Regions from separate parts of the Mus musculus genome. Here regions 2, 3, 4, 5, 6 and 7 are each linked to region 1. The links are chromatin contacts, called in public Hi-C and HiChIP or PLAC-seq maps. All regions are on one chromosome and are shown on one strand. The core of a region is the stretch at or near the end of the contact, and the rest is flanking DNA. Distances in the headings are between cores, read along the strand shown. Region 1 holds the start of St3gal1 (ST3 beta-galactoside alpha-2,3-sialyltransferase 1). Region 2 overlaps Tg (thyroglobulin). Region 3 has its middle 320 kb from the start of 1700012I11Rik. Region 4 overlaps Tg (thyroglobulin). Region 5 has its middle 400 kb from the start of 1700012I11Rik. Region 6 has its middle 290 kb from the start of 1700012I11Rik. Region 7 has its middle 260 kb from the start of 1700012I11Rik.

What was found. HiChIP or PLAC-seq counts read pairs in DNA pulled down with a chosen protein or histone mark. Hi-C and Micro-C count contacts between places; a contact is called where the count stands out from the background.
Region 2: a contact with region 1 is called in a Hi-C map of CD8 T cells, with 2.2 times the contacts expected there. The contact joins the enhancer-like site here to the promoter of St3gal1 in region 1. A contact is called at or near these places in 3 of 484 Hi-C or Micro-C datasets (CD4 T cells, CD8 T cells and erythroblasts), 3 of 115 datasets of contacts at active chromatin or transcription factors (the SCID.adh cell line, embryonic stem cells and memory CD8 T cells) and 1 of 9 other capture datasets (adipose tissue).
Region 3: a Hi-C map of Th2 cells shows a contact between it and region 1, with 2.2 times the contacts expected there. The contact joins the enhancer-like site here to the promoter of St3gal1 in region 1. A contact is called at or near these places in 1 of 15 datasets of contacts at CTCF or cohesin (pro-B cells), 9 of 484 Hi-C or Micro-C datasets (Th2 cells, nephron progenitors and uterus), 16 of 115 datasets of contacts at active chromatin or transcription factors (the NIH/3T3 cell line, the SCID.adh cell line, Th2 cells and 12 more) and 1 of 9 other capture datasets (macrophages).
Region 4: an H3K4me3 HiChIP or PLAC-seq map of the SCID.adh cell line shows a contact between it and region 1, with 9 read pairs. The contact joins the enhancer-like site here to the promoter of St3gal1 in region 1. A contact is called at or near these places in 5 of 115 datasets of contacts at active chromatin or transcription factors (the 230-238 cell line, the SCID.adh cell line, kidney and 2 more) and 1 of 9 other capture datasets (embryonic stem cells).
Region 5: a RAD21 HiChIP or PLAC-seq map of pro-B cells shows a contact between it and region 1, with 6 times the contacts expected there. The contact joins the enhancer-like site here to the promoter of St3gal1 in region 1. A contact is called at or near these places in 2 of 39 promoter capture datasets (the C10 cell line and hippocampal neurons), 2 of 15 datasets of contacts at CTCF or cohesin (large pre-B cells and pro-B cells), 7 of 484 Hi-C or Micro-C datasets (B cells, cerebral cortex, embryonic fibroblasts and 4 more), 16 of 115 datasets of contacts at active chromatin or transcription factors (the NIH/3T3 cell line, the SCID.adh cell line, T-cell acute lymphoblastic leukemia and 12 more) and 2 of 9 other capture datasets (macrophages and pancreatic islet).
Region 6: a contact with region 1 is called in an H3K27ac HiChIP or PLAC-seq map of bone marrow-derived dendritic cells, with 6 times the contacts expected there. The contact joins the enhancer-like site here to the promoter of St3gal1 in region 1. A contact is called at or near these places in 1 of 39 promoter capture datasets (the C10 cell line), 1 of 15 datasets of contacts at CTCF or cohesin (pro-B cells), 3 of 484 Hi-C or Micro-C datasets (bone marrow-derived macrophages and nephron progenitors), 18 of 115 datasets of contacts at active chromatin or transcription factors (the NIH/3T3 cell line, the SCID.adh cell line, Th17 cells and 15 more) and 4 of 9 other capture datasets (adipose tissue, bone marrow-derived macrophages, embryonic stem cells and 1 more).
Region 7: a contact with region 1 is called in an H3K4me3 HiChIP or PLAC-seq map of bone marrow-derived macrophages, with 4 times the contacts expected there. The contact joins the enhancer-like site here to the promoter of St3gal1 in region 1. A contact is called at or near these places in 1 of 39 promoter capture datasets (the C10 cell line), 1 of 15 datasets of contacts at CTCF or cohesin (pro-B cells), 6 of 484 Hi-C or Micro-C datasets (bone marrow-derived macrophages, embryonic stem cells, granulocyte-monocyte progenitors and 3 more), 13 of 115 datasets of contacts at active chromatin or transcription factors (the NIH/3T3 cell line, the SCID.adh cell line, acute myeloid leukemia and 9 more) and 1 of 9 other capture datasets (liver).

The regions. Positions count from the first base shown.
Region 1 is chr15:67,175,547-67,178,246 of GRCm38.p6, forward strand. It overlaps St3gal1 (ST3 beta-galactoside alpha-2,3-sialyltransferase 1), which reads right to left and starts at 1,336. Exons shown (of 9, transcript NM_009177.4): 1 at 1,086-1,336.
Region 2 is chr15:66,798,607-66,801,306 of GRCm38.p6, forward strand. The region is part of intron 41 of Tg (thyroglobulin); the gene reads left to right. The region is part of intron 3 of Sla (src-like adaptor); the gene reads right to left. Among named protein-coding and RNA genes, the nearest start is that of Sla, 32 kb to the right of the region's middle. Within about 2 kb of position 1,320, at least 28 of the 459 cell types and tissues checked have an H3K27ac peak or open chromatin away from gene starts, as enhancers often do. A contact at or near this core is called in CD8 T cells and the SCID.adh cell line, where this site is marked.
Region 3 is chr15:67,544,708-67,547,407 of GRCm38.p6, forward strand. No RefSeq gene overlaps it. Among named protein-coding and RNA genes, the nearest start is that of 1700012I11Rik, 320 kb to the left of the region's middle. Within about 2 kb of position 1,279, at least 3 of the 459 cell types and tissues checked have an H3K27ac peak or open chromatin away from gene starts, as enhancers often do. A contact at or near this core is called in Th2 cells and bone marrow-derived macrophages, where this site is marked.
Region 4 is chr15:66,701,708-66,704,407 of GRCm38.p6, forward strand. The region is part of intron 20 of Tg (thyroglobulin); the gene reads left to right. Among named protein-coding and RNA genes, the nearest start is that of Tg, 32 kb to the left of the region's middle. Within about 2 kb of position 1,439, at least 6 of the 459 cell types and tissues checked have an H3K27ac peak or open chromatin away from gene starts, as enhancers often do. A contact at or near this core is called in the SCID.adh cell line, where this site is marked.
Region 5 is chr15:67,625,790-67,628,489 of GRCm38.p6, forward strand. No RefSeq gene overlaps it. Among named protein-coding and RNA genes, the nearest start is that of 1700012I11Rik, 400 kb to the left of the region's middle. Within about 2 kb of position 1,317, at least 2 of the 459 cell types and tissues checked have an H3K27ac peak or open chromatin away from gene starts, as enhancers often do. A contact at or near this core is called in pro-B cells, where this site is marked.
Region 6 is chr15:67,512,966-67,515,665 of GRCm38.p6, forward strand. No RefSeq gene overlaps it. Among named protein-coding and RNA genes, the nearest start is that of 1700012I11Rik, 290 kb to the left of the region's middle. Within about 2 kb of position 1,301, at least 15 of the 459 cell types and tissues checked have an H3K27ac peak or open chromatin away from gene starts, as enhancers often do. A contact at or near this core is called in bone marrow-derived dendritic cells and bone marrow-derived macrophages, where this site is marked.
Region 7 is chr15:67,480,519-67,483,218 of GRCm38.p6, forward strand. No RefSeq gene overlaps it. Among named protein-coding and RNA genes, the nearest start is that of 1700012I11Rik, 260 kb to the left of the region's middle. Within about 2 kb of position 1,368, at least 42 of the 459 cell types and tissues checked have an H3K27ac peak or open chromatin away from gene starts, as enhancers often do. A contact at or near this core is called in acute myeloid leukemia, bone marrow-derived macrophages, granulocyte-monocyte progenitors and 1 more, where this site is marked.

The DNA of each region.
Region 1 (2,700 bases), core at 86-2,585:
AGTTCAGCCGCGCTGCCTCCCGCAAGGTCACACTCAAACACCCACGCGTAGAAAAACGAGGGCTGAAAGTTGCTTGCGCAAAGGTCCGAATCCCGAGCTAATAGTACTCCAACCAAGTCGCTTTGTCCGGTGTCACCATTGCCCACCCCGTGCACATATCAAAGCAGCAGACCATGCCCTGCGCAGGTCACACTACAGAGATGCAGACTTTGCTAACTTTTGTCCCATTATTTCTTGGCAGCTGCGGCGCCTAACGGGTTTGGAGCAGATTCCAAGTTTAGACTTTCCACCGCCACGCTCACTTTGACCACCCTCATCTACCCACTTTCTGACACACCGCTTTTTGCTGTGCTGTCCTAAGCTCCAACTTCTCCCCGAGATCCGAAACGGGGCGGTATTAGAGGTGTCCCGGGGACCAACAGCCTCCTCCCGGGTCCGCGCCTGCCCACAGCTGATCGGGAGACTCCATCCGGACACTGTCCAGACCTCTGGTCTGGAAAACCAACGCTTTCCAAGCGTCCCCAGTGTCCCAGCCCGAGACCTCCGCTTCTCTAGAGAGTGGGGACAATCTGCGCCTGATGGAGTCTCCTACCCGCGGCCCGGGCGGGGATCCACTGCGGTGCTGGGCGCAATGTCACCACGGCCGCTCCGGGAGCCACTGCTACAACTGCCATAGGCTCTTCACTGAGCTCCGGCAGGCTCCTCCAGTAAGTGCCAAAGAGCCTGGAGCCCCAGAGCTGGAGTCTCCTCCCTGACCCGCAGGTAGAAGACCACCGTGGCGGAGACAGAGATCTCTCTCCTTGTGTCTCCCTCTTGGCGCCTAGGGTCTTTGGTCCCATTTCTACTGTTACACCTTTCTAGTCCCTTTCCCACCCCTTCTGTGCCCGGGTCGGGACGATCACCTCAGTACTCAGAGAACACAAGCAACATTTCTCCAGCCCCAACTCGCGAGGGGGCGCCGTCCCTGGGGCACCGGGACAGGGACCAGCTGGGTGCGTACTTACCAAAGCCAGAGACACTCCGGACTTTGGGGGCACTGAAGAGGTTCAGAGAGGTATCTAAGGAGATGTGTTCAGGATACTTACCCAGCCAGCTCAAACCTCACGCTCCTTCTCTGCCTCCTCCTCTCTCCTCCCTCCGGTTTAGGGCTCTTTGTCTTTGCAAAGTGTCGAAAGTGTCTGGCATAGTGGGCTCCGCCGGCAGAGGTTAGCGCCGGAGAAAAGGGAGGCGGGGTGAGGATGGGAGCCGCCTCTGGAACACCTTCCCCCGGGTGTAACGGGAGTGAGAGGCGGGGCGTCCGGGGAGGAGTCGCTTTCGCCCGCCCGGTCCCAGCCGTGACTCCGGCGCGCCCAGCACGGCTCTTCGGCTCTAGGTTCCTCCCCTTCCTCCGCCCAGCGCCCGCCCCTTGGCGCTCGGGCGCCCCCCTCCGCCCCTCCTGCCGGCCTCAGCTCGGCTTTCCTCTAGCTTGGGGCTTCCTGCAAGCTCAATATAGCTCAGCCAAGCCACGTGGACAGCAGCGGGCTGGGTGGAGGCCGGACCCGTCTGAGAGACGCCGGAGGAGGCAGCGCGGGAACAATATCACTGCCTCAAGAGAGGGATCTGCGGGAACAGCTGGCGAGGCTAGGGAAGAACTCCCGAGAGGCTCGAAGCCCGTGGGGTCAACCCGAGGGACGAGGCGTTGGGCGTGCACCGAGAGGATGTGGCTGGCGGTGCCCAGAAGAGCCCCATTCAGGGTCGCAGTGGAGAGAGAGGGCGATCAGGCAAAGCCACCGCTTTTTCTGAGGGCGTGGGACTCGAGGTGGGATTTAGGTAGGCTTGGGGAGGGGCACCGCGGGGTTAGGGATTGCGGTGTCTGTGCAGCCAGGACTGGGAGCCGCAGAGCAGGTCACTATAAGCATCCACATCCCCGCCCTTCCCGTCTACTCCGCCGAGGGCCTTTCCTTTGCGGATGGATAGACAGCTTCGCAGACCAGCGCTAAGCAAAGGCTGATAGTGGGAATCAGAGTTAGAAAGGTCCCCAAGGCAGCCTGGGGATGGGGATTTGGTTTAGGTTAGGGTAGAAGTTTTTCTGTTTTAATAGGGAAGTGAGGGTACGGAATTTAACGTGTGTGGGTCGTAGATCATAAATGGTGGATTTAAAAGGCATTTCTAAGATCTGGTTTGTCAGTGGGTATCCTCTCACTGGAACTATCTCATCTACAACTTTTCCGTGGAATGTTAAGAGGAAAGACGGTGTGCGCAGGAGTCTCTCCGTTTTCAGTTCTGGAGACTTCTGGGGACAAGCCTTTGCAGTGGGGGAGGCCAGAGCTGCCTGGCTGTTTACTCACTAGAATGAGGCTGTAATGTTGGGGCGAATTTGCGGCACTTCTCCATTACGGTGTGATCTTGGGCTCTTTGGGCCATATCCACTGTTTCCTAGGTTTGTGTTTCCACGTACTCCCTTGCAAAGGGCCCTGGTCCCAGCGTTCGTTTGCTTGGGTTGTTGTACTGAGCAAGTGGATACAGGGCTCTTGAAACTGCCCTTGGCATCTAAGAGCTCACTCAATCCAAGCCAGCTTGTGGAAGGAGGAAGGAGTGGGTTTCAACTCTGCTTCTGGACTGCCTAGATAGGGTTGGTACACTGTGTAAGTTCCGAGGAAGTAGAAGAGAAATTGTTAAAAGGGAAGAAGTGGAGGACAAAGAAACAACAAACTACCAGAA
Region 2 (2,700 bases), core at 70-2,569, 380 kb before region 1:
ATTATTTCAACTTCTGCTTTCATCCTGTTTTGACTCATATCCAAACACATTGCCTCTGAAAGGTCACCTTTAGGCCTGACTTTCAGTAAGTTTATCAGTAAGCAAAGCAGCACATATGAACATAGCCAACCAGATGGAGCTGCAGGCTGGCTTGGAGGAAGGCCTACGAAGTTCTGCTGATGCATGGAAGCCAGGTCTGTGGGTCCTACCATCTACAGGTATGGATTTGATAGGTTACCTACTTGTATTTTATATTCTTTAAGGGTAAAATGACTCAGAAGTCAAATATCCTTCCACTTAAAGCCACCCCATGCTCCAGGAATGGGTTAGTGATATAGAAATGAGGACCTAAGCTAAGATCTGACTGGTACTTCATTTATAAGTTCTTGCAATGGCCCAAGAGTTTTTGTGTCATTGAATCTGTTAACTGGGCATAATTCCTTACTCCTGGCATATCCTCTCTCTGAGCACAGTCTACCCTGGGATTATGATGGAGTTCTTTTGTTTTTGTTTTTGTTTTTTAAAGACAGGGGAGGACTCTGACCACTACACTCAGTTAATCTGCTTGTTTCTCCTCTCACATCCCTGATGAGCTGGAGGACATTAGGCATGGCCTATGACATGCCCTCAGTTTCCTCGACTGCAAATTGAAGAGTGTGATAGTGATAATGTGGTTGGACTATTATAAAAATTAGGAGCTGCTTTGAAGGAATTTTCACGTGAGATGCTATTCTTATGTGATATGCATATGTATATCCAATGGCTCACATCATATGCATAAAGCTCTTAGAGCCATGTGTGGCACACCTCAGGCACCAAGCCACACTACAATTATCACTGTCATAAAAATGAGAACTGAGGAGACACCATGATGACCTGGCTAGTCAGCTCGTGATTGTCTTAGATATGAAAGCACAACTAGCACTGGCCTGGGATCTGCTAGCTTTAGGGGCGTAAGACCTTCCAGGGCCTGGTTGGAAACACAGCTCGCTGATATCCACCTTCCACCCGCCATCACAGTTCTGCTGGGCCTTCAGATTTACTTGTTTCCTTCCTCTCCTTACCTTGCTCAGTCCTGTTTTTCACGGGTATCAACTCTGCAAGGGCATGTTGACTGGGTGTGATTTGATTTGTACCTGGGCACAGTGGCATGGGTTCTGAGCACAGCTGGTTTGCATGGTCAATTCAGACATGAGGTGTCACTGTAGGTCACAGTAATGCAGATGGAAGAAACCAATCGGCAGGAGTGGGGGAGGGGACTATTACAGCAGAGTAACTAGGTTGTCTTTATTGGGTGGAAATGTGTTTCCCCAACATCCTGGGAGGCCCCCGGTTTTTAATTAATTCTGTGCTGTATGCATGTGGCCCTCCCTGAGGAGGTGTCTGAAGTTTGTGTGGACTGGAAAATTCACTATTTGCAATTCTGTGAGAAAGTTCCTGGGGTTGCCAGTTCCACTGCATTCATACTTGAGGGATGTTCACACTTGAGGGAAGCTCACACTTGAGGGATGGTTATATAGATACAATCTACTGAGGTTAGCAGACCTCAAGTGGATCTCAAAGTGTTCCCACCCTACAACCAGGTCACTGCTCTTTGCTCTACTGTGGTGGCACAAGATCAAGGTTAAGTCCCTTAGGAAAGCCATAGAAGACTGGGGGTACTTCCCCAAGGTCACACAGCTTCTAAAGGACACCACTTGGGGGTCTTTTTCCTCTGAAATGTACACTATTCCCAACAGATTGACTACTTCTTTATGACATTAGTTCCTAGGAATCACCCTGATGAAGAACATACATGCCCAGGCATTCACTGTCCTGGCATGCTGAAGAAGGAGCTCTTAAAGGCCAAGAGAATTCTTTTGTCTTGAGATTCATAGGGCAGAACCTCCTGCCCTGAGCTTTTTGTCACCCAGGCTATCAGAGGAAGCCTCAGCAATTCAGGCAATGCCTGATTCGAGTCAATTAGAGTAGCAGTGACCTGGCAACTTCTCCCTCATTCAAATAGGTATGTGAAGAAAGATGAAGTAGAATCAGACCTGACAACAGAGGAAGCTTTTCAGGGTGGGACAATTGTGCGACTATCTGGAGTATACCCTGGTACAGGCCGGAGAAATTTTTCTAAACCAGCAGTCAGAGGGAGACCCCTGAACCTCCTTCTCAGATGCAGCCTCTTGCCCACATAGTGGAAAAAGAAAAAATTTTACTTTATGTCAATTAGCATTTTAAAAGTAAAAGCAAATGGGCAAGTCTTTTGAGGTTTGTTTTCATTAGACTTGCTCAAGCATAAAGGCCCTTCTGCCCCAGACTGTATTCCTAAAATTCAGAGAGAGAGGAAGGGAGGGAGGGAGGGAGAGGTGGAGGGAGAAAGGAGGAGAGAGAAAGGGAGGAAGGGAGGAAAGTTGGAAGCCTATGCTTTTCATGTAGGAAAACTACAGTGTATACAGATAGACAAACCGGAAGTCATGAGCTGAGGAGCGCTGAACTCCCTCTGCCTCCTCTCAGAGGCCTTGCTCTCAGTTCATGGCTCTTTCAAGAACACATGCACACAGGATTTGAGATTTTAAACTTTACAGTGGCTCAAAACCTGTATGTACTCTGTCAAAGGAGCCTACCAGTCTCAGAGTTCCCTCTAAAGATGACAACACTTTCACACCGCCAAGTATCTAACCCTTCCAAATGTTCATTCTTAACTATTTGAAG
Region 3 (2,700 bases), core at 29-2,528, 370 kb after region 1:
GCCACCATTCCCAGTGTTCCCTCCTACCTGTGTACATAGTGCTGATTTTGCTACCTGAATGGATGCCATACCCTACTTTTTAGCCTAAAAAACATCTTACTTACTCTTCAAGGTCCCATGCTAACTTTCCAAGGAAGAGTTAAGTCTTCGCTATAGAGCTTCTGTAACACCTTATAACATACAGCTTTATTATAGAAAGTGTTTGACAACGCTACTAAAATGCAGTCTTTCAGGATAGGAACACTATTTCTATTTGACAGTCAACAAATATTGATTGAGCTCTTGGCATGTGCCAAGGTTTGCTCTAAGCATTGGAGATAGAGTCCAAACAGATACAGTTCTTATGCTTATGGGTCTTATCATTGAGCAAGTGCAGTGATAGTCACTATAATGTGTCAGGACCCAAGACTGAGACCAAAAGCAAACCTTCTTACTCCTTAGACCACAACTGAATTTAGGCACAGACTTAAGCCCTGAGCCAACTTCAAATTCTCCAATATACTTGTAGGCCATGCCTACTAAAAGGGAAACTGGCACATAGTAGGTATTAAAAAATATATGCTCAAGGGAATAATAATGGTCTGTTACTGTTTTAAATAATAAACATGATTATCACAATTTTAATCCTTAGTGTGATTCTTCTCATTTAACTCACAATTATACTGCATATGCCATAATTATTATTTTCATGTTATAGATGAGAACGTTGAAACTGAGAAAAGCTAAATCATTTACATAATGGACATTTCCAAGAAGAGATAAAGCTGAGATCTGAATCCAACTATTTTGACTCCAAGGTTCCAGCTCTCAGATGTACATTATTGGATAAGAAGGAAATTTTTGTATACTAACTTTCTGCTGGCATGAAAATAATTGTGTTGCATTGGAATATATCTAAGATAAGTAAGTAGTATTTTCTCCATTTACTACAGAATGATGGAATTGCAACTAAGATGTAAAAGTATTTTTACCAGAAATTATGAAGTACATAAAGAGAAGGGTTAAGATTTCAACCAAGCTTTGTTCTACCACCTCATAAAAGTTAGCTTTTGTTTACTGTGGTCCAAGTAAGTAACTGATGGAGAAAGAGATATTTTACTCATAACTTTATAAGCATCAGCCCAGATTTGTTGGGTTTTGTGTCCTTGAACAGGATATTGTGGCAAAAAGAACAGAAGAGAACTGTTTAGTTTCTCGTCAATCAAGAAGACGATAGTACGATGGGGGATCAACCAAAGATAATAGAACCCTCTTCCTGTAAGTGAGTCACCTTTTTCATCTCTCTCTATCTCCTAAGTTTCCGAAGTCTTACGAAATACTGTCTAATCACGAGCCTTTGGGGGAGGGTATTTCATATTCAAATTATAGCATACCTTTCTCCAGTTTCCTCTCCCCCCCCCACCATAGTACTTTTATTGATTACTTGGCAATTTAACATAATTCTCCAGGACCACATTCACTTCCCAGTCTTTCTAGCCCTGTACCCTTCCTTTTGACCTCCCCTACTCAAAAAAAAAAAAAAATAGATTAGAAAACCAAGTCCAATTTGTGTTGCCCACATATTCACTGGAGCATGGTCAAATTCACAGTGGCCAGCTAAAGAAAACTGAGTCTTTTCCCCACCCCTAACCCCAGCAGAAGCCATCAATGGTGAAGAGCATCCTGATTAAAACTTTTAATAGTTCAATGGCTTTCTGTCTAGACTTGCTCTTTTGTGGAGGATAGAGGTGGTGATGGAGAAGTTGTCACAGAAGCCTTATAAATTTGTCATTCTCAATAGCCAACCTACCAGATGGTTGCTGAGATAATGATGACAGTCAAGAGAGTAGGAAGGTGACAGAAGTAGCAGCAGAGGAAGCTGAAGTAGAAGCAGAAGTAGAGGAGGAAGACAAAGAGTAGGGGGAGGGGAGGAGGAGGAAGGAGAGGAGGAGGGAGAAGAGGAGAGAGAATGCAAGCTTTGCTTTCCTGAGGCCTTCCTCCTCCTTCAGACTTGGATTAATAGAATAATGTAGAATTTAAAGACAGTCAACTCTGCATGAACACCCTGGAGCAAATTCCCTTATCCTTATTACTCTTACTATCTATGTGTCACTTTGCATTTATACAACAATTGTTGGTAACATTGTCTGATCAGAAGCCGGATCCATTACCCTGTTTAAACACAAAGCTGCACACAGTTGGAAATGTTTCAGAAAATGACCCATACTGCATAGGATTTTGTTTTTACAGGAAAATTACAAGTTGTACTTGCAGGTTTTAAATTTAGGATTTTTTTCTCCTTTCATATAAATGGAAATATTATTGAACTATTGTTAAATGCTCCAAAGGGCATGAGAGTAGAGAAATGAGTAAAGAGGGGGAGGCGCAGGCTGACATTTATGCTGATTCAGCTCAGAGCTGCAAGATGAAAGGAAGGAGCCTGAGCTGTCTCACAGGATTCCATACCAATCATGTTAATTGGAAACTGGAAGGAGGAAATGGTCACAATCAACAGATTTATCACCCAAAGGGCAGAGGAGTTCATAAATTTAATCCAGCAAAAGAATTAGGAAATAGAATTGATGCTTATAAGAATCAGGGCAGGGGTGGTGAGACCTCTCCAAATAACCTTTCCCAGGCAGATGGCTGGAAGTGCTTGAATGTATTTTATTTGAAGCTATTAGAAATATGAAAAGAGGGCTCTCTCCCAGCCCCTGGCTG
Region 4 (2,700 bases), core at 189-2,688, 470 kb before region 1:
GACTTTCTTATCTGGCAGATATGTCATGTCTTTCCCTTCATCCTTTCCTCCCTTACCCCTTTTCATTCATCTGTCATCCACCCACCTAAGCTTTAAAAATCTAGTTATGTACAAACCCCATACCACAAGTGCAGAGCAGCAAAAATTTTCATGGTACCACACATGACTGGACCATAGGACTGTGGTATAAAGTGCTGTTTAAGGCAGGCAGAGATACATGTTAGTGCAGCAGGTGCTGTGTGGGGTCTGAAAAAGTGAGCAGGAATTGGTGTTAAGATAGGCAGATGGGATCAGGCTCTCTGTCTCTGTCTTTTTCTCTCTGTCTGTCTCTGTCTGTCTCTGTCTGTCTCTGTCTCTCTGTCTCTCTGTCTCTCTGTCTCTCTGTCTCTCTGTCTCTGTCTCTGTCTCTCTCTCTCTCTCTCTCTCTCTCTCTCTCTCTCTGTGTGTGTGTGTGTGTGTGTGTGTGTGCATTTATGTGTTAGGAGCACCAAAATGAAGGCTATTGCAGAAACTGGATGGAATAGTAAAAAAGCAATGAGTGTAAAAGCCCACTGGCTTTATGAGACAATGCCATGATTTCTATTGCTGAATAGAGTCTGTAGGGGAACATGGCAGGAGGTGACCCATCAAGAAAGATAGGATTCTGAGAAGTATAGACACAAGTTTGAACCATCAACAGAGCACCACAGAAGAATTTTGAGCTGGAGAGTGACAGAACCAGAAAGACTTGACAGGACTTATATGAACTTCTTAAAAGGTGAAGTATTCTGATGTCTCCCAAAGATACTTTTCCTCTTTGCAAAAGTATGACCTGTCACTGCTGGGGTTGAAAGAAAGATTGGCGGGAAGAACAACAAAACTCAAAGCCTTGAAAGCTCTAAACTCAAATGATCAACTCTTGTATTAAATAGAGGAGGCACTTGTCACAGCTATTAGTAATTCTGGCTGGTGGATTGGAAGGTGAAAGTGAGCATGCAGGGGCCGTGGAACACGTACACTTTCTGGTCTTGAGAGGAGCCACGTGCTCAGGAAAGGATGATGGTCATCAAGGTGCTGCCTCATTATAATCTACAAAAGTACCCTTTAGATGGAAAATCTCTTTACATCAGGGGCAGTCACAGTGGTGAAGGAGCATGCGTAACTTCTCAGACTGACAGGAGCCTGTGGTTTGATAGCATCTCTCCAGGTCTCACTTTCCTGTCTTCATCGGGACTCTGAATAAAGATAGCAGAGCCGATTACATTGGCCAGGAAGCATTAGTTTCCTTTGGCCCCAAATTTACAGATACTTACTTGAAAAAAAAAATTGTCCCAACCAATCATTATCAATCTGACTCAAAGAAGTAGTGGAACTGGTGCTCAGAGAAGGATACTCACTGATAGCGTAGACTGGAAAGTACTACACAGTTTCCAAGATGTGGCTGAGTTTCTGATTTACTCTGAGATAGCAAGAATGCATGCAGACCAAGGATAGTAACTCCCAGAGCATTGGCTCCATCTCACTGTGTTCCACCTTGCTGTGGTGACTTTTTTTTATCTTGCTGCTAAGTCAGAAAAGATGCCCTTCTCATAGGGCTGTGAGACAACACATGAAAACAGCTGGTGCTGTGCCTGCCACATGTCATAATTTCACCCTCTCCCCTTCCAGGAGAGTGCTGTAGCAAGTGATGGCTGAGCACTCCAGGCCCAACCTTCTCACCAGTAAGATGGGAATAGATACTCATTCTTAGTGGTAATCATAGAGGAATTTAAGTCCACCAATTTTGCTACTCTGGCAAGGGACCACATCCAAAGGTCTAGGCTGTGTGATCTGGCTTGAATGCCTACATGTCTTTACTGCATAGCTTCAATCCCAAACAATGAAGGTAAAGTTAGTTTGTATAAGGATCTCCCATTTTATAGGGTAAAACTCAGTTGTTGAAATTATTTGACAAATTATTATGACTACAACCGTGACTAAGAAGGGAAAGGGAATAGATCCTCTATGTTTTTCAGAGCCAACAGAGTCAGGGTGACCAATTCATGCATTGCTCTACAATGGATCTCCTGAGGGCTTTAATTTTAATACCTTGTAAGATATATATCTTTGTAGTTGGAATTCTGGTTTCCTAGAATCCCACTGCCCAATTAACGTGTATACCCAGTAAATACCTATTATTTTTACTTTTAGTGAAGTCCTTCCTTGTAGCCACAATCAACAAGAGAAATTAGAAGGGACTGAAGATGTTAGAGCAACAGAAAGCACTTGATACCAGCAGATCAGCAGTGTAACAGTAAGATGCTGACATCCAGCAGGGCAGTGGTGGTGCATGCCTTTAATCCCAGCACTTGGGAGGCAGAGGCAGGTGAATTTCTGAGTTCGAGGCCAGCCTGGTCTACAGAGAGAGTTCCAGGACAGGCAAGACTACACAGAGAAACCATGTCTTGGAAAAAATAAAATGAAATAAAATAAAATAAAATAAAATAAAATAAAATAAACTATGCTGACATTTAGCATGACAAATTAATGAGAGATTTTATCCTCAGAATTTGGGCTTTCTGAGTCAATTAGAAACCAAAAGGTCCAATAGCAAGAACCACTTTTAATGTAGTCTGCTGGGTGCTTAATTTGCCCATCCTTGTCCAGTATAAGTAGCACTGTTAGTGACTGACCCACAGGGACATTGGCCATAGCAGTCAAATGAGATGGCACTAAGTTTTA
Region 5 (2,700 bases), core at 67-2,566, 450 kb after region 1:
AAGAAATAAATGGTTAATTCTCCATTCACAGACTATATATCCAAGGTCTCATAGTCAGCCAGCAATGAATAATTTTTTACATCAGTCTCTTCTCTGGAGAGATAGGTACACTAGATTTTCTGGCTGGCACCCTACTTGGCCAATCTATTCATGGATAATTTTCTCCTACTAGTTTCTCCCTAGTGAGAAAGCAATGTGCCCTGCATGAAAAACCAAGAGACAGTAAAGCCATCGGAACCTCCAGGTGCTAAGAATAGCACTATTTACCCAGAAGATTGAATTTAGAATTGGAATTCTATCTAATTTTCTACAGGAAACCCTAAGCTGACCTGCCCTCTGAATCAGTGGCTGGTTTTGTTTTTACACAATATCTCACCCACCACAGTGTGAGTGTATTATGGCATTCTTTCTGAGGAAGACTGCCTCAGAGGATGGCTGGAGAGAAGGAATGGAAGATATGAGAAACTCAATCAGCAATAATTATGACAACATTCTTTCATCAGTGCTTTCTACATGTCCCATGTTGTCATAGAGGTTCAAATTCATGATCACAATCTCACAGCTCCTTGAGTGTGGATTAGCCCCATCATACAGTCTAACTTGCTCACAAAAAGTATAACTAGCCCAGAGCTAATCACTTCAGCAACTCATATGAAGTGGGGTTTCTTCATTGTTGTGGTCTTCTGTCTGTCTGACACCAGAATGCCAGCTTCTTTCTCAGTTTAATGCTGTTCAGTGGTAGAACTGTCAAGGCTGGTGCTAGAAGGAGCAACAAAGTCAGACATAGTGCTGTTTATTTGAGAGTCAGTAGGAAAAACACAATAAGGGTGGGAAGCTGTTTCTTGCTTTTCTTTTTCTTTTTAAACATTTAATTAATTATTTTATTTATTTACATTCCATCCATTTCCCCACTCCCAGTACCCCCTCCCATAGTTCCTCATCCCATTCCTCCTCCTCCTTGCCTCCAGGAGAGCTTCCCTCACAAACCCCCATTTCACTGGGGCCTCAAGTCTCTCAAAAATTAGGCATAACTTCTCTCACTGAGGCTAGAACAGGCTGTCCTCTGCTATATATGTGCTGGGGGCCTCAGCCCCCGTATGCTGCCTGGTTGGTGACTCAGTCTTTGGGAGCTCCCAGGGCTATTTGAGACTGCTGGTCTTCTTATGGAGTTGCCCTCCCCTTTATCTCCTTTAATCCTTTCCCTAATTCCTCCATAGGATTCCCCAACTTCAGTCCAATGGTTGGGTGTAAGTATCTGCAGCTGTCTCAGTCAGCTGCTTGGTAGGGCCTCTCAGGGGACAGCCATGCTAGGCTCCTGTCTGTAACCACATCCTAACATCAATAATAATGTCAGGCCTTGGTACCCTGCCACGAGATGGAGCTCAGGTTGTGCCGTTCATTGGACTCTTTCCTTCAGTCTCTTCATTTTTGTTCCTGCAGTTCCAGGGACAATTCTGGGTCAGAAATTTTGACTGTGTGTTGGTACCCTGTCCCTTCACTTGGGACCCTGTCTATCTACTAGAGGTGGTCTCTTCCAGTTCCCTTTCCCCACTGTTGGGCATTTTGGCTAAGGTCACCCCCATTCAGACCTGGGAGTCTCACTCATCCCAGGTCTCTTGGACTTTCTAGAGGTCTATCTCTACCTCCCACTTCCTGAAGCTGCATATTTCCATTCCTTCTCCTGGCCCTCTGTGCTCCTCTCCTGTTCCCCACCCCCATACCTAATCCTGTTTCCCTTTCCCCTCCCCCTCCCCTTTTCCACTCATATCCCTCCCTCCCTCTTACTCCCTTGGTTAATTTGTTGCCCCTTCTAAGTGGGATTGAAGCATCCTCACTTGGGCCTTCCTTCTTGTTAAACTTCTTGTGGTTTGTGGGTTACATCCTGGGTATTCTGTACTTTTGAGCCAATATACACTTATTAGTGAGTATATACCATGCATGTCCTTTTTGGTCTGGGTTACCTCAGTAAGGATGATATTTTCAAGTTCCACCCATTTGTCTGCAAAATTCATGATTTAATATCTGAATAGTACTCCATTATGTAAATGAGCCATATTTTCTGTACCTATTCTTTCACTGAGGGACATCCGGGTTGTTTCCAGCTTCTAGCTATTATTAATTAGTCTGCTATGAGCATAGTGGAGCAGTGGAGCACACGTCCTTGTGGTATGATGGAGCCAAGGAGTCGTATAGCTGGGTCTTCAGGTAGAACTAATTCCAGTTTTCTGAGGAACTGCCAGATTGATTTTCAGAGTGGTTGTACCAGTGTGTAATTCTATCAGCAATGGAGTAATGTTCCTCTTTCTCCTTTCTGGTCATCCTTACCAGCAGGTTCTGTCAATTGGGTTTTTGATCTGAGCCATTCTGATTGGTATAAAGTGGAATCTCTGGGTTATTTTGATTTGCATTTCTCTGATGACTAAGGATGTCGAACTTTTCTTTAAAAGTGCTTCTTGGTCATTCAGGATTCCTCTTTTGAGAAATCTCTGTTTAGCTCTGTTCTCCATTTTTATATTGGGTTATTTGGTTTCTTTGAAGGTTGCTTTCTTGAGTTCTTTATATATTTTGGATATTAGTCCTCTATCGGATGTAGGCTTAGTGAAGATTTTTTCCCCAATATGTAGGTTGCCAATTTGTCCTATTGGTGGTGTCCTTTGCCTTACAGAAGCTTTTCAGTTTCATGAGGTCCTATTTATCAAT
Region 6 (2,700 bases), core at 51-2,550, 340 kb after region 1:
TGATGTGTCAAAGTGACTTCTGCAATACTCTTTCAAGCATTAAGGCATTGGAAGATGTTATTAAAATATCAGTCCAGAAAGGCACCAATACTGTTGAAATCTCACCCCTTCTATTCTTCATGTCATTTCTGAGATACACAACCTTTTAAAAAAATTACTAGTTCCTTTTCAAAAATTTATTTCATTTAATATGCCAATAAATTGGTCATTATGTCTACCCTAATGCATTAACGTAGCATAACAGTATGGGGTAAATTATAAATTGTTTAATAGTAAGATTTATTGTTAATTTCCCATGACATTGGTAGAAAAAATTCAGACCACGTGTTTACTCTTGGTCCCTAGAATGATAGAATAAAGAATAGCTTGGAAGAGTAGGTACATTTCAAATAATATGAACCAAGTTTAGGAAATTTCTCAAATTATTAGTGTGTGTCCATGTGTGGGTATGCATGTGCATGTGTGTGTGTATGTATGTGTGTGTGAGTGTGCATGTGAGTATGTGTATATGTGTGTGTGTGTGCATGTAAGTATTCGTGTGTTTGCATGTAAGTATTCGTGTGTTTGAGTGTGTGTGTATGCAGGTGAATATACCTGTTAGTGTGTATTTGTGTTTAGTGCATCAGTGTTTGGCATGATGTATGTGTGTATGTGTTGTGTATGTGTATGTGTGTGCAGATGCACATATGAAAGTCAGACAACTTTTTAAAAAAATTATGCTTATTTATATCCCATACAACTTTTGAGAGAAAGTTCTCTGCTTCTATCTTGTAGGATCCTGGCACTAAAATCAGGTTGCCAAGCCTGTGCACAAGCATCTTTACCCACTGAGCATCTTAAAGGCACAGTTTAGCAGATTCTTTTTTTCTAAAACTCCATTGTGTACCAAGCAATTTTTCACCATCTCTTATATCACCAGCCATGACTAAGCTGCCCAGTGACCCACTTTCTCCATCTAGGCCTCACTTCCCAAGGTTTCTAGGATTTTCCCCAAATAGTGCCACCCTCTGGAGTCCAAGCACCCAAAACATGAACTGGGGTGAGGAGCATTTTAAATTTAAACCATAATACTGTGGTTGAGTCAACAGCCCCATAAGCCTAAGACTTAGATTTTCCACAAAGTAAGAAACAGCCACAGGCCATGAATTCCTTGAACATCATGGAAATCTTTTGATAAGAAATGCCCATTTACATGTCTTAAACCCAACTTTCTCAGATTCTTGTTGACAACTTCTAGGTTTCCCATTTTTCAGTTTCTGCTACTAAAAATGACTCACATGACTTAACGATGCTGACTTTCCCTCCCCCTGCTTCCTTATTTCTTCTCAGCAGAAATTCTGCCCCAAGCTAAAAGGAACAGGGAGAGCACATGACCCTGCACTTTAAACAAGTAAGAATTAAATATTTATTAAATGCCAGCTCTACACTTAAGCACTTTCCCTACACCATTCCAAATATTCTCCACAATTATGCAAATCAAATCAAATTGCTCTTACATTTAAAGATGATCATGGAAACCGAGGGCAAAATAAAAATTGGTATTCTCTTTCACACATCCAGGGTAAGTAGGCACAAGATTCCCCCCCATGTGTATCCTTTCAGAACACCTTTTCCTCTCCAATGTGATAGGCCTGCTTGAATCTTACATGAGGCCAACTAAATGTCAGATCAGCAAGATGCTAGGAACACCTGGGCTCCACAGAGAGAAGATGTTTGGGCTCAGGATGGAGATCCACTAGGGGAAAATGTCTGGGCTCCACTGGGGAAAATGCCTAGGTTGCATTGGGAGGTGATGCCTGAGGGTCCCTGAAATATATGCCTAGACTCTACTGGGTGAAGATGCCGGAGTTCCACTAGGAGAGATATCTGGCTCCACTGGGAGGAGATACAACGGCTCTGTTGCGAAGGTATGTTTGAGATCCACTTGGAGAGATGCCTGGACTGACTGGGAAAGGATTCCTGGGCTCTACTGGAGGAGGATGCTTGTCATCCACTAGGAGATAACATCGTTTCTTTGAAAAACAAACAAACAAACAAACAAACAAACAAACAACAACACATACTGTGTCAGCTGCAAAAAAAAAATCTTCCACAACACTGTAACATTAGCTATGCATATGTACAGTGTCCAACTTGACAGTTGCTCAATTTGTTAGATGAACGGGCTCATTCAAATACCATTGGTCATACACAGTGGGGGACTGATATGCTAAGCTCTCTACAGAGGGGTTTACAAGGGACTTTTCTTATCATCAATGTGTCATGACTGACGCTTGTTAGTAAGATCAGAAGCCTATGCTCAAGTACCTTTGGCTCTCTGAGAAAGCCGGTCTGGGAAACCAAGGGGCCATTATGGCCAATCACTGTCTTATCCAGCAACATAAACTGGGAATTGTTTCCCATGTGCTGTTCATGACAACTTATGGTTGGCCACCTGTCTCTGTTTTATTGCCTATTAATCTTTAATATTATACTAGCTGGCAGCATAAAGCCACCATTTGGAAGCCCCAGTACGTTAAAGAACAATAGCCCTATAGACCCTGCCAATTCCAATTTCTTGAATGTTTAGGGTCATTAAGTGGAAGAAAGACAACCCCTTCAAAGTCATTATGCTTCCAGTGTTCAGAACCAGCAGCAGCTGTTCTTGGCTGGTGTGGTTCAATTCTTCAAAAAGACACAGTTCTGTTCTTGAAGGGCTAA
Region 7 (2,700 bases), core at 118-2,617, 310 kb after region 1:
ATATATGCAGTCAACTTTGCAAGGGAGAAGCATTTTCTGTTTTTTTTTTACATGTATATTTTAAAATTTTTATTCTTTGCTTGTATATTAAATCCTGACCACAGTTTGCCCTCCTTCATCTCCTCCCAGCTTCCTCTCTCCCCCAGATCCACTCCTCCTCTGCTTCCCCCCAGAAAAGAGCAGGCCTTGCCTAAATATCAACCTAACATGGCATATCAAGTTACAATAAGACTAGGCACCTCCCCTCGTATTAAGGCTGAATGAGGCAACCCAGTGGGAGGAAAGGGTCACAAAAGCAAGGTCAAGAGACATAGACAGCCTCTGCTTCCATTATCAGGAGTCCAATAGCACACCAAGCTACACAACCATAACATATATGAATATGACCTAGGTCAGACCCTTGCAGGGCCCCTGATTGAGACCCTATGAACTCTGGTTAGTTGCTTCGGTGGGTTTTCTTGTGGTGTCTCTGAACTGTCTGGCCCCTACAGTCATGAGAAAGAAGAATGTCTGGTTTGAATGAAGATATGGGGGCACAGCTGTCACTATGTTACTCTCTGTTACTCCTGCCTCTCAGTAGCCATGAGGAAAGAGGTATTTTTGTGAAGACAGATGAAATGACGCCATTCGCATTACAGTTCTTGTTTCTGCCACTCCTTTTGATATTAACCTGCATTTGACTTTAACTTTTCTGCCACGGCCTCTGGGCCTCAGGATGGTATGGTTTTTTTGCTGGGTCTTGAGCAGAGAAAGATATAAGGAAAGTAGCATTTAAGAGTTTCTGGATTTCTTTTGGGAAATTTAATCAAGGTGCTCCACCCTCTGTGGTACAGAGGTTGAGATGGAAGAAGGTAGGTGGAAGATTGTGGCAAGGAGTAAATACACTGATGATGACTGGGAAACGTGGAAAGCAAGAAGGGGAATACTTCCCTTGTTCATACTTGTAAATACTATGTATATAAGTACTTATCTTTGGAGTTCTACTTACTACACGAAGATATTCAGATGATTTGAGACCATACTTGTCCTATTTACTTGACAGAATGCTTCTCTGGGTTCAGTGTGAGTAAACTTTCAGAAGGCAGTGAGTCAAGTGATAAAGCCAAGGCTGACACACTTAAGCATAGACACTGCCTGAATACCTCCCTGCCCTGTTCCATACAGTGTGAAAACAGATGGTGCTCAGAAAGGCTATTGCAAGCTATTTTATTGCTCCATCCATGCTTATTACATTGGAAGTGGCTCTTCTGTCTGGCTGACTTTTGGCCCTCCTCCGGAAGTTCTGTGCCAGTTTCATTGCTTCTACAGTTTAGGCCAAGTGACATGTAGGGTGTACCCTGGAAACTACTCCCAACTTCCTCAGAAAAACACTTCACTTTCAGAATGACTAAGGCAGCACCCGAGGTGCCATGGTCTGAATATGTGTGTCCTCTGTGGTAGTTATGTTGCAACTGAATCTCTAGTCCATCAGTACTGGGGGTGGAGCTTTAGGCAGGGATTAGGCAATGAAGGCCCTACACTCAGTGATGAGTTTAGCACCTTCTTAAAATGACTGGAGGGAATTATCTATACTCTTTGCCCATTTGTTTCTTTTGTCATATGAGGAGACATCCATTCCCACTGGAGAATGTACAAGAGAATCTAGGAAGTAGCCAAATTGGAAGCAGAGATTGGGTTATTGGCAGACAAAGAACCCAGTGGAACTTTCACTTTGACTTTCCAACCTCCAAAATGTCAAATAATATATTTTTATGGTGTATACTACACTTGTTATCCAGTCTCGGATATTTTAATAAAGAAATGAATTGACCAATACAATGGCCTTTAGTGCTAAGAAATAGCAGTGTCCTTTGCCTCGAAGGAAAGGGGTATAGGTCCCATTTTCTAGCATCCAGGACCTCTGATGGTAATACAGTCTCCAAAGAGATGTACTAAGAACTGTGTCTCTGTTTTGTACAAAGAACTTCCATGAGAGTCAAGCCTGATAAAGCTGTTTCCAAACTCCCTGATTTTTGTAGACTAATGTTTCACATCTTACTGACACCTAGGAGGCAAATCAAATTCTGACCCAGAGATGACTGTGGTAAAAATATCTCCACAGGATTGTTGGACTAATCTACACGAGGCTATACTACCCAAATCCGAGGTATATAGAGCAGCCTAAATTCCATGGACTTGTTGGATCTTTGAATGAGTATCTTCTTATATTTACTCATTGAGCTCTCCAGTGTCCCATGTCCTAGGCTTGGAGAAGAGAGAATACTAGAGTTAAGTTTCTTATTTTATGCAATTTACATTCTAAAGGAAAAAGAGACATTAACCTAGCTAGCAAATAATTGTAGTTAGTCCTCCATTTTTAGATGTTCCACATTCCTAGATTCAACCAATCATATGCCGAAAATATTTAGGAAAATTTTTGTACTGAAAGTGCACACTCTCCTATCATATTCTTTAAATTAGTTACAATATAGCAACTAATTGTAGAGTGTTTCATTTCAGTAGATAGCATAGGTAATCAAGAGATGATTTCAAATCTTCAGGAAAGTGTGCATAGGAGTTACACCTGAGTACTATGCTAATTAATATGAGAGACTTAAACATCTGAAGATTTCAGCATCCATTGTGGATCCCTGGACCAATCTACACTTTTTATTGATGGACAGCCAATATGTGACACACTCCAGTGGGTAATATTCTAAA